Linked DNA regions of Mus musculus: region 1 is linked to region 2. Evidence: chromatin contacts called from public promoter capture Hi-C data. All regions are on one chromosome and are shown on one strand. The core of a region is the stretch at or near the end of the contact, and the rest is flanking DNA. Distances in the headings are between cores, read along the strand shown. Region 1 holds the start of Cox7a2l (cytochrome c oxidase subunit 7A2 like). Region 2 holds the start of Sos1 (SOS Ras/Rac guanine nucleotide exchange factor 1).

The links. Promoter capture Hi-C pulls out the DNA fragments that hold promoters and counts their contacts.
Region 1: a contact with region 2 is called in a promoter capture Hi-C map of pre-B cells, with 2.4 times the contacts expected there. The contact joins the promoter of Cox7a2l here to the promoter of Sos1 in region 2. A contact is called at or near these places in 3 of 39 promoter capture datasets (cranial neural crest, liver and pre-B cells).

Annotation. Positions count from the first base shown.
Region 1 is chr17:83,511,489-83,516,078 of GRCm38.p6, forward strand. Cox7a2l (cytochrome c oxidase subunit 7A2 like) reads right to left here and starts at 2,845. Exons shown (of 3, transcript NM_009187.3): 1 at 2,716-2,845. The coding sequence starts at 2,787.
Region 2 is chr17:80,476,814-80,481,797 of GRCm38.p6, forward strand. Sos1 (SOS Ras/Rac guanine nucleotide exchange factor 1) reads right to left here and starts at 3,640. Exons shown (of 22, transcript NM_009231.2): 1 at 3,024-3,640. The coding sequence starts at 3,110.

The sequences.
Region 1 (4,590 bases), core at 1,595-4,094, 3.0 Mb after region 2:
ACTGAATAGATCCAGTCCCAGCTTTCTGGATGGAAATGGGTGTAAATCCCTTGTGTTGAGAGAAAAGCCTGACCGTTTGTTTTATTAACCTCCCTGGTTCCCCCAGTGCTATCCGTGAGCATGAGCCTACAGGGACTGTGAAAGACATTCTGAATATACAATTTATAGAATGCCCAACCAAACCTGCTTCTTTCAACATAGCCCGAGGAAAGTAATGAGCTGGAGATGTAGCTCAGTGGTAAAGCACTTGTCGAGCATAATAAAGTCTTGGGTTCAATCACTACAACCATAAAAATATATGCATAAAAGCTTTTGAGTAACTTAGAAATTCTAGGGCTGGAGAGACGGCTCAGTGGTTAAGAGCACTGACTACTCAAGGAGGTTCTGAGTTCAATCCCCAGCAACCACACGGTAAATCACAACCATCTGTTATGGGACCAGATGCCCTTTCTGGTGTGTCTGAAGACAGTGACAGTGTACTCATACATAAAATAAATAAAAGATAAAATCTTTAAAAAAGAAAAGGAAAGAGAGAAAGAGAAAGAAAGGAATTCTGGCATTAGGATGAAATCGAATTCAAGGAAGCCAACCAAGCAAGCACACAAACACCTCATCCTGAAAGTCCTGTCGATGATGTAAAGGGCCTTGTTAGGCAATTCCTACTCTGAGTATCAATTTTACTTCAATGTCACTTAATCAAATTTCTACTTTCTCCTTCTAAACAACAAAGCTTACCCTTTGCTTCATCTCCACTAGAAACATCTATAGAAACTAGAGAAACGGTGCAGCAGGTTAAGAGCACTGGCTGCTCTTCGGAGAGGACTCAAGTTTAATCCCCTCTACCCACACAGTGGCTCACAACTGTCTGTAATTCCAGTTCCAGGAGATTTGGAACCTCCTTCTGCAGGCCTAAGCATGCATGAAGCGCACAGGCATGCATGCAAACAAAACACTCATATACATAAAAAATAAAATAAAATATAAAAAGCACATCTACAACCACCACAAAAGAAACTGTGACATTTTTGATGAAACAACTCATACGCTGTAACATGAAGGAACCTCAAAAGTGAAGTTTCTGTGGGGTTTACAGGGGTTCAAAAACAGGCAGAACTATTTATAACTGATAAATGTCAAAACAGGAAGGCAGACAGGGGTTTTAATGCGAGTTTGAGAGACCTTCCTGCAGGTGGTATAATTTATGGTCTGGGTACTAACAAAGGAGTGCGTCACATGGCATAAGTATGCCAAACCTTGCCTAAAGTAACATACCATCTCTATGCACTGAAAATACACTATAGATGATGATACAATGCAATCAGCCATTTACCTACATCGTCTGTCAAGAAATCAGTCAACATACTGGCAGTTCTTTCCTTACAACTCATTACACTGGGTTCCACTGACACCACACTTGCTCACCTCTAACACTGGACTGTTCTTTGAGTGAATTTTCCTCATTTCCTTCCACATTTCTGTAACAGAACGATGGTGTCTCTCTCTCTCTCTCTTTTTATGATCTCTCCAGCAGCAAAGAGCCTACTAGCAGCCATGTCTGTTAAGCACCACATTCATAAAACCTCAGCAGCTACCAGACACAACACAGCACTAGACACTGAACACCTAAACACTCTTGAGACTTTTCCTCCTCAACCTCCCATACGACCCTTCTTGGCCTCCTCTCTCCTGAAAGCACATCTACTCTTGTAATGAAATCATACTTAAACACTGTCCCTTAAGATGGAGTGTCCCATAGGGGTAGAAAAGAGGCAGTAATGACAATCTCTTTTACAGCCCATACAGGTCACTTACTATTCAAGGTTTTTCAGCTTCGTGTCCCACCAAGGCTTCTCGAACTATGCTGAGCAGTGATTCAGTTCAGGAGAATATATAGCATTTATCCAGCACCAACCATCTGCCAGAAAATCTGCTCACTCGACACATCACATTTAACCCAAGTTAATGCTGCCCCGAATTAGAAGGGGCAGTCAAGGTCACTAGATTAAGGCTGCTAAATTCAGTACTAACCCAGTATTAAGTGGAACTCTAAAATACCACATTTTCACAACACTGAGATTGGAGATGGGAACGCCATTGATAGGATCTAACTGGAACCTGGATAATGTCAGATTGCCCAGTAGTCAACGGTCACCGTCTGCCACTTTAAAACTAGCAAAAGCATAAACCTCGTTGGGTGTCACTTCCGATGCTTTCCCCAGTATGTATGTATGTATGTATGTATACACATATATATATTCCCATGCCTTATGAGCGAGCTTCTCAAATCCGCCCTCCCAGTCTTCCATTTGGTAGCTGGGTAAAGCTGCTTTCTGGGCTGTGACAGGGCCAGTAACAAGAGGAAGTCACAAAGGCCACCTCAACCAGAGAGAGCAGAAACCCAAACACAGTTATGTCACCTTCTGCAATCCTTCACAGATTCTACGGGAAATCCACCTTAAACAAGCAACCACCCCAGGGGTCACCTTGACCCCCGCAAGGTATCAGACCTGAGTTCAGTGCCATGCAAACCTCGCCTAGGGTGCAGCACACACCCAGAAACCTCGGCGACCGCTCCAAGCCTGCGTGGTTAAGGACACCAGGGGACACCAGCAAGCCGGACCGGTCGGCCGGCAGAAACCCTTCACGGCTCGAACCTCGCAACTGCCTGCCTCGGGCTGCTGTTCTCCGGCCCAAGGCGACGCGGCAAAAGTGTACCTGCGGGGTGTAGGCTTCCGAAGCCCAAGCTCCAGCCAACTTCTGCGTGAAACTGCTAAACTTGTAGTACATGTTGGCGGAGGCCCGCTTCGCACCGCCGCTGCCTGTGCGACCGCCCTAGAAAAGGACCCGGCTTCCCCTTAGGCCCGCCCAAAGCTCAGCGCAAGGACCTTAATCCAAAATGCGGACTGTCTAGAGAACGCCTGACTTAAAACATAGCCTCCTACGCAACGTCGGGGGGAAAAAACCGCGCTTTCTCAAGACCTAGAAACGAAAACAAACTCTAAAAGACATGGAAAGAGGCTGTGTTCAGGCTTCCCGAAAACTCAGGCTTCTCTGTACCACTCACTTGGATGTGGGCAGTGCCAAGGCGCCTTGACAGGTGCGCAAGCGTCCTGTGGACAAAGAGGGCGGCTGAGAGCGACACAGTCGGTCAGAGCGAGTTCTGGGCGGGGCCTAGAGCGGGGGCGGGCCCAGGACGTGGGTGGGGTCTCGTCAGGCCCAGGTCCCGCCCCATTTCAGGGTTATTAGTATCTGTTGAGGGGTCTTAATGTACCAAGGGTTGTTAGGAATTTCACCTCAGTTATGACAAGAACAGCTCTTTGGAGCCGTGAGTGCATCGCCTGTAAGCAAAATCCTGTCTCAATGCCGGGAAAAGTGACAGGAAAGGAAAGAGAGTGGGAGAGAAGGAGATAGGAGAGAGAAGAGGAAAGGGGAGAAAAGAGAAGAGAGATCAAGGAGGGAGATGGTGAGAGGAAGAAAGGAAAGAAGGGGTAGAGGGGAAGAGGAAAAAGAGGTGAGGGAGAGAGAGGAAAGAGGGAAGAAAAGAGGGAAGGAGGAGAGAAAAGAAAGAGGAAGGGGAGAGAGGGAAGAAAGGAAAGAGAGGGAAGGGAGAAAAGAGGGAAGAAGAGGGAAGGAAAGAGGGGAGAAGGAAAGAGAGAGAGGGGAGAAGAAGAGGGAAGAATCTATAGGCTTTGTGTAGACGTAAACTTAAAGCACCTGTGTGTGCATCTTGCGCTTTTGAGAGTGAGATTTTGTCAGCATTCATTTGGTTGCTCATCTCTTCCTAGGCCCTGTTCTTTGAGATAAACGTATGCAGGGGAGGTGACTGGGAACACTTGTGAAATCTCTACCTTCTGCTTGAATGATGCGCAGTTACAGCTTCCTGGTTATGGTTATACTCTGCCGCACCATGCAGTGTGACTTAAGCTTCCACTCTGAGTCGAATACTGCATAAACAGAGTGTGCCGGCTTCCTAACCTCCAGGAACAAGTTTTTAGTCCTATCATTTAACCAGAGGTTTTTGCACACACATTATAGATTTATGCATACTATATTTTAAATGTAAGTTGGTAATGAATAGCTGATGATGCCAAGCTTAACATAGTATTTTCTCTAAATGCATTGAACCCCCACAACCCGAGAATTGGTACTATGACCATCTCTATTTTACAGCACAGAAGAACGGAGCGACTTGCTGAGGACAGCAATTAGTGGCAGAGTCAGGCACCAGGCTCAAGAGTACAGATAAATAGATATAAATCCAGGGCTGGAGAGAGAGCTCAGCGGTTTTAAGAGCACTGACTGCTCTTCCAAAGGTCCTGAGTTCAAATCCCAGCAGCCACATGGTGGCTCACAACCGTCCAGAATGGGATTGACACCCTCTTCTGGAGGATCTGAAGACAGATACAGTGTACTTACATATAATAAGTAAATAAATCTTTAAAGAATAAGAAGAAAAGACTCAAGGCTGAGCACTCTAGAGCAAGGGTGTGAATTAGCATCCTGCCTTTGTCTTCAGCACCTCAAATACCCTGAACAGCAAAGATTCCAGCAGCTTCTAATGATGAGTAATCCAACCTTACTGTCCACCCA
Region 2 (4,984 bases), core at 2,390-4,889:
GTTAATCAAGAAGTTAAAAACTGGTGGTGGGGGTCAGTTTTGAGTATCCCCTTACAGAATTGGCAACATTTCCAAATAACTTTAACTACTGGCAAACTAAATGAAGCATACAAAGGGTAGAAATTCAAAACGCCAAACCAAAAGGAGGGAGATGTGAAGATTTACTAAGTTACAATGTTGCTTTAGAAGCTTTAAAAAAATGTAGCAAGATTTCTAAATAATTTACTTTAAAGTCTGACAAACTCAAGGTAACCTACAAAGACACTTGTTCATCGCCTTTAATCCCAGCACTTGGGAGGCAGAGGCAGGCAGATTTATGAGTTCGAGGCCAGCCTGGTCTACAAAGTGAACTCCAGGACAGCCAAGGCTATAAAGAGAAACCCTGTCTCGAAAAACCAAAACCAAAAGAACAAAAACAAACAAACAAACAAACAAACAAAACAACCAAAATGAGTGCTAACAGGTGTAAGGCCTAGCACCTGTGTACAACAAGTCCAATAGGGTAGCTAATGTGAATATGGACAAGTAAATTAGGACTTAAAATTCACTGTTGAGTTAGGATGGGCCACTAGGTTGAGAAAAATCTCTGGGGTTGAATAGTATTAGACCAGAGAAAATGCACAGGCTATCCAAAAAGCCTCAGGTATGAAAACACACAGTCGGGCACTACGCAAGTAGTTTAAAGTCTGAAGAGCTCAAGATAAGGAGACACCCACACAGAATGTCCAAGGACACAAAATGTCCAAGGACACATCTACACACATACCATAATTCAAGTTTTCAGCTACAAGAGCATATTCAGGCCGGGTGTGGTGGCGCACGCCTTTAATCCCAGCACTCGGGAGGCAGAGGCAGGTGGATTTCTGAGTTGGAGGCCAGCCTGGTGTACAAAGTGAGTTCCAGGACAGCCAGAGCTATACAGAGAAACCCTGTCTCGGGAAAAAAAAAAAAAAACAAAAGAGCATATTCAGAATATGAGAAATATATCCAACCTTGTCTTGGGTGTCTTAAGAGCATTGCAGGTGGAAATGTAAATGAGGGAAAGAACCTCACACATTAGGGAGACTCTGTAAACTCCCTCTTCATATCACTTCTACAGGGAGGTCTCTGCTTCAAATGGAAAACCAACCAACCATGAAGCGATAGAACACAAGCAACACTGATGAACTGGAGACAAAACCCTTTCCAAAGAAAGCAGTCACTCAAAACTCTAGCAGTTGATGGTGAAAATGTATGGCCAGTCCATCTATAATTCAAAACAAACAAACCTCAGAGTTTATGTGATAGTTCTCATTTTAAGAAACTGGTGACTGCCGGGAGGTTGGTGGCGCACGCCTTTAATCCCAGCACTTGGGAGGCAGAGGCAGGCGTATTTCAGAGTTCGAGGCCAGCCTGGCCTACAGAGTGAGTTCCAGGACAGCCAGGGCTATGCAGAGAAACCCTGTCTCGAAAAAAAGAAACTGGTGACTAATTACATACATTGAAAAACAAAACAAAATCCACAATGCCAGCCACACAAAATAGATTTCAGCAAGGACCACCCAAGTGGCAAGTTAGAGTAGTCTGCCAACTTCTACAATGCTCTGTCTACCATTCTAAAGGAGCCTCGAGTGTTATTTTGGAGGTTTCCTTAGAATAGGAGCTATTGCTTTTAAGCCATATACCTCAAACTGGTTCTATGAGAGCTTTTGTACATATAAATCAATTTTTTGTCTTCATCCTGTCCTGTCAAAATACCAAACTTCTAGCATCATGAGGCATTCTTCTCCAATTCTCCAAGCTAAGCAGGCAATTGTGCAGGTAAAGCCAATGTAGAAATGGACTGAAGTCTCATGGAGTCATTAAGGATGCACAACAAGGTGGTCTCTTTGATTTTCTTAGAAAACATACAGAGGTTTGTAAGTAGGGAGACACTTGAGGATAAAGCGCAGGAACCTAAGTCTGAAAGATAAAAGCAAAGTCTTCCAACAAAGCCAACAGTTTCCACATAACATACCAAGAGGGGAAGGGGAGAACAGGGCAGACGAGAAACTGAAAGGTACTGGCCTCTGGGAGTATGAAATACCTTTCAAGACTTTCTGGTAAAATAGAAAGGCTCTGCATAATGGCACAGTAAACGCCAGGTACTCAGTAGTAACAAAACTGCATTTTAGCAAAGATAGCACGAAAATCATCTGAGCAACAAGAAATGGGAGATTAAATTGTAAAACAATTTCTACAGGTAAGGCAAATGAAAACAAAAACCAATCTGGTTGTTTTAAAATCCATTCAAGCACACCTGTTTCAGATGTCTTAGTACAGTATTTACTATGTCACTAAGTGTTGCTGTAGAAGCTGTTAAAATGTAGCAACATTCACGAATAACTTTAACCACTGGCAAACAAAAATCCAAAATGCCTAACCAAAGGACAGACAGTTGCTTTAGAAGCTTTTAAAATGTAGCAACATTTCCAAATAAAAAGATGCAAAACACCAAACCAAATGACGTTCAAAGATTCTCAGACACTTCAAAAGAACCAATCTGAATACAGTGGCATGTGCATCACCGCTGTAATGGGGGAGGGGGTCAAGAAAACGGGGAGTTATGACTGAGGACGAGCACAGCCGAGCAGGCCATGTTCTTGCTGGCAGGCAACCTCGCAATTACTTAGGCAAGCACTGTGGCCAAGGCACTTTCGAGCCAGTGAGAGTACCGGACTCCTAAAACGAGAGGTTGACCGCAGTTCGGAAGATCGAGAAGGTAGGCAATGGCCTTCGTTGACCTCCACGGAAAACCGAGGCTCCTCCAACCCCCGCCTCCGCGCTTGGATGATCCAGACCAACCCTCCCCGACTGTGTGCGGCCTTCCCACGCACCCCGGGCGAGTGTCAACAGCTGGAGCAGCGGACGCGGGGAACCTCGCAGCCCGAGCAGACCTCCCCGAGATCCGAGACCGGGAAGAAAGACGACAGTGGCGCCCCGCCTCCCCACCCTCGCCCAGCCCCGCGCGGACTGCGGCCGGGAAGCGGGTTCCGCGCCCCTACCTTTTTCAGCGCAGGCACCAGCAGCCCCCGCCACTTGGGCGCGTTCTCCTCGCTGAAAAACTCGTAAGGCAGCTGCTGCGCCTGCATGGTGCCCGCGGGGCGCCTCGGGGCGGGCGGAGGGGCGGCGGCTCGCGGCGCGGAGAAGGGCCACAGCCCGTGCACGGCCCGGCCCCCTCGGGGCGCCGCGCGGCCCGGCTAGCGCTGGCGAGGAGTCTGGGGGGCGAGGCCCGCGGCCGGACACCCACCCGACACGCGCGCCGCTCGCCGAGAGCCAACGCAACCCGGCGGCGGCGGCGGCGGCATCCCGCACCACCGCCCCGGGGCAGGCCCCCCGCTCCGCCCCGGGCCGCCCTCCGCCGGGGCTGCGCTCCCCGGCACGGCCTGGCCCGCCGAGAGACGGCGCGTGGATGGACGCTCCGGCCGGTGGCGCCCGCTCGCCAGCGGGGAACTCAAGCGAGAGGCCCAGAACGGGACGAAGCGGGAGCAGGGGTCGGTGGGGAACGGGGAGGGCCCGAGGTCGCTGCCGGGGAATCCGGCCGCTTGGCCGTCGCCGCCGCTGCTGCTACCGCTGCCGCTGCCGCCGCCGGTGTAGCGCCGGAGCTTCCTACTAGCAAACTGAACCTGCTCGCAACTGAGCATGCGCCGCTGGCCCGGGCCGGTTCGCTCCGGGTTTTCCGGCTGCCCGCGGATGAGGAGGGGTGCGCGCCAGAGGCTGGGGAGGGCACTCGCAGAGGCGGGGCTGAAGGACCCTGAAGGCGAACCCGCGACCCGAGAACCTGGGTGTGGGGGCCTGCGAGCAGGCGAAGCGCCCCTTTTGTGTGGTCCCACAGCCCGGGAGCCCATCCAGCTCTAGGAGATCCTAGGCCCTGTGTTTCAGAAAAGGGGTGTGTGTACTTTGTTCCCAGCACGAAGATAAGGAGTGCCCCGAGCATGCACTGTATACTAAACAGATTGCACAAAAGATAGATCCCTCTCACAAAAACAAAACAAAACAAAACAAAAAAAAAAAAAAAACAAAAGGCCCGACTGCTCAGTGTTTGTCTAGTGGGAGGAGAGATTGCCTGTTTCCATCTGCCTTTCCATGCCATGAGGACGTAACGCATACGTGTAGTATTTATTGATCATGTGTCTATTCAAACCCACAAGCTTTTATTTATGGATTTAGTCCATCCTGCTTGGGATCTTTCATAGCTTCAACTGGATAATTAGCTTCTGGAAGGGAGGGATTTCCCCCCAGCCCTCACCTCGCCTTGGTACAGGACCCAGGATAGAGATATGAAAATCACAGAATGCTATAAAAGCAGTATCTATGAATTGTCCGTCCATCCTAAGGATGGACTTGCTTCCTGTAGTGGCACTGTGCAACGCTGTGGCACATGTGCTCTATCATTGAACGCTTTCTTAGTAAAACGTCTTAGTTTTCAGTTTTCATTTCATAGATGAGAAGACAGTTGGAAGAACCATGCTGTTTTGTAGTACAATAAACAAGATCTCACAGATGAAAAATGTTTGAAACCACCATCTTTTAGACTACCTCTTAGGATCTGAATGAAATCTACAAGCCTTTCCTTTTATAATACATGTACAGATTTGCATCTTAAAAAAAAAGAAGTCCCCCTCATTTTGAACGTGTTCAGTAATAGTTTGAAGTCCATCCATTAACCATCAGAGTAGTAAGACAACAGCAGACCTGCTGGTGGGAGGGCTCAGCCAGGAAAGAGCAGGTGCAGCCAAGACTGGGAACCCAAGTTCTGTCTTAGATACCCAAACGCTGGGAGCAGAAAAACTGACTCCCAGAAGTTCGTCTGATCTCTACACATGGCCAATGGCAGGTGCACCACACACAAGATAAATATAATTTTTTAAAGAGAAAGGCAGAGGAATTATAGCTTAGGAAGGACTTAGAAAAGGAATTTCAGAGAACAACTGATATATCAGTTATTTTCAACAACTGGTTTGTG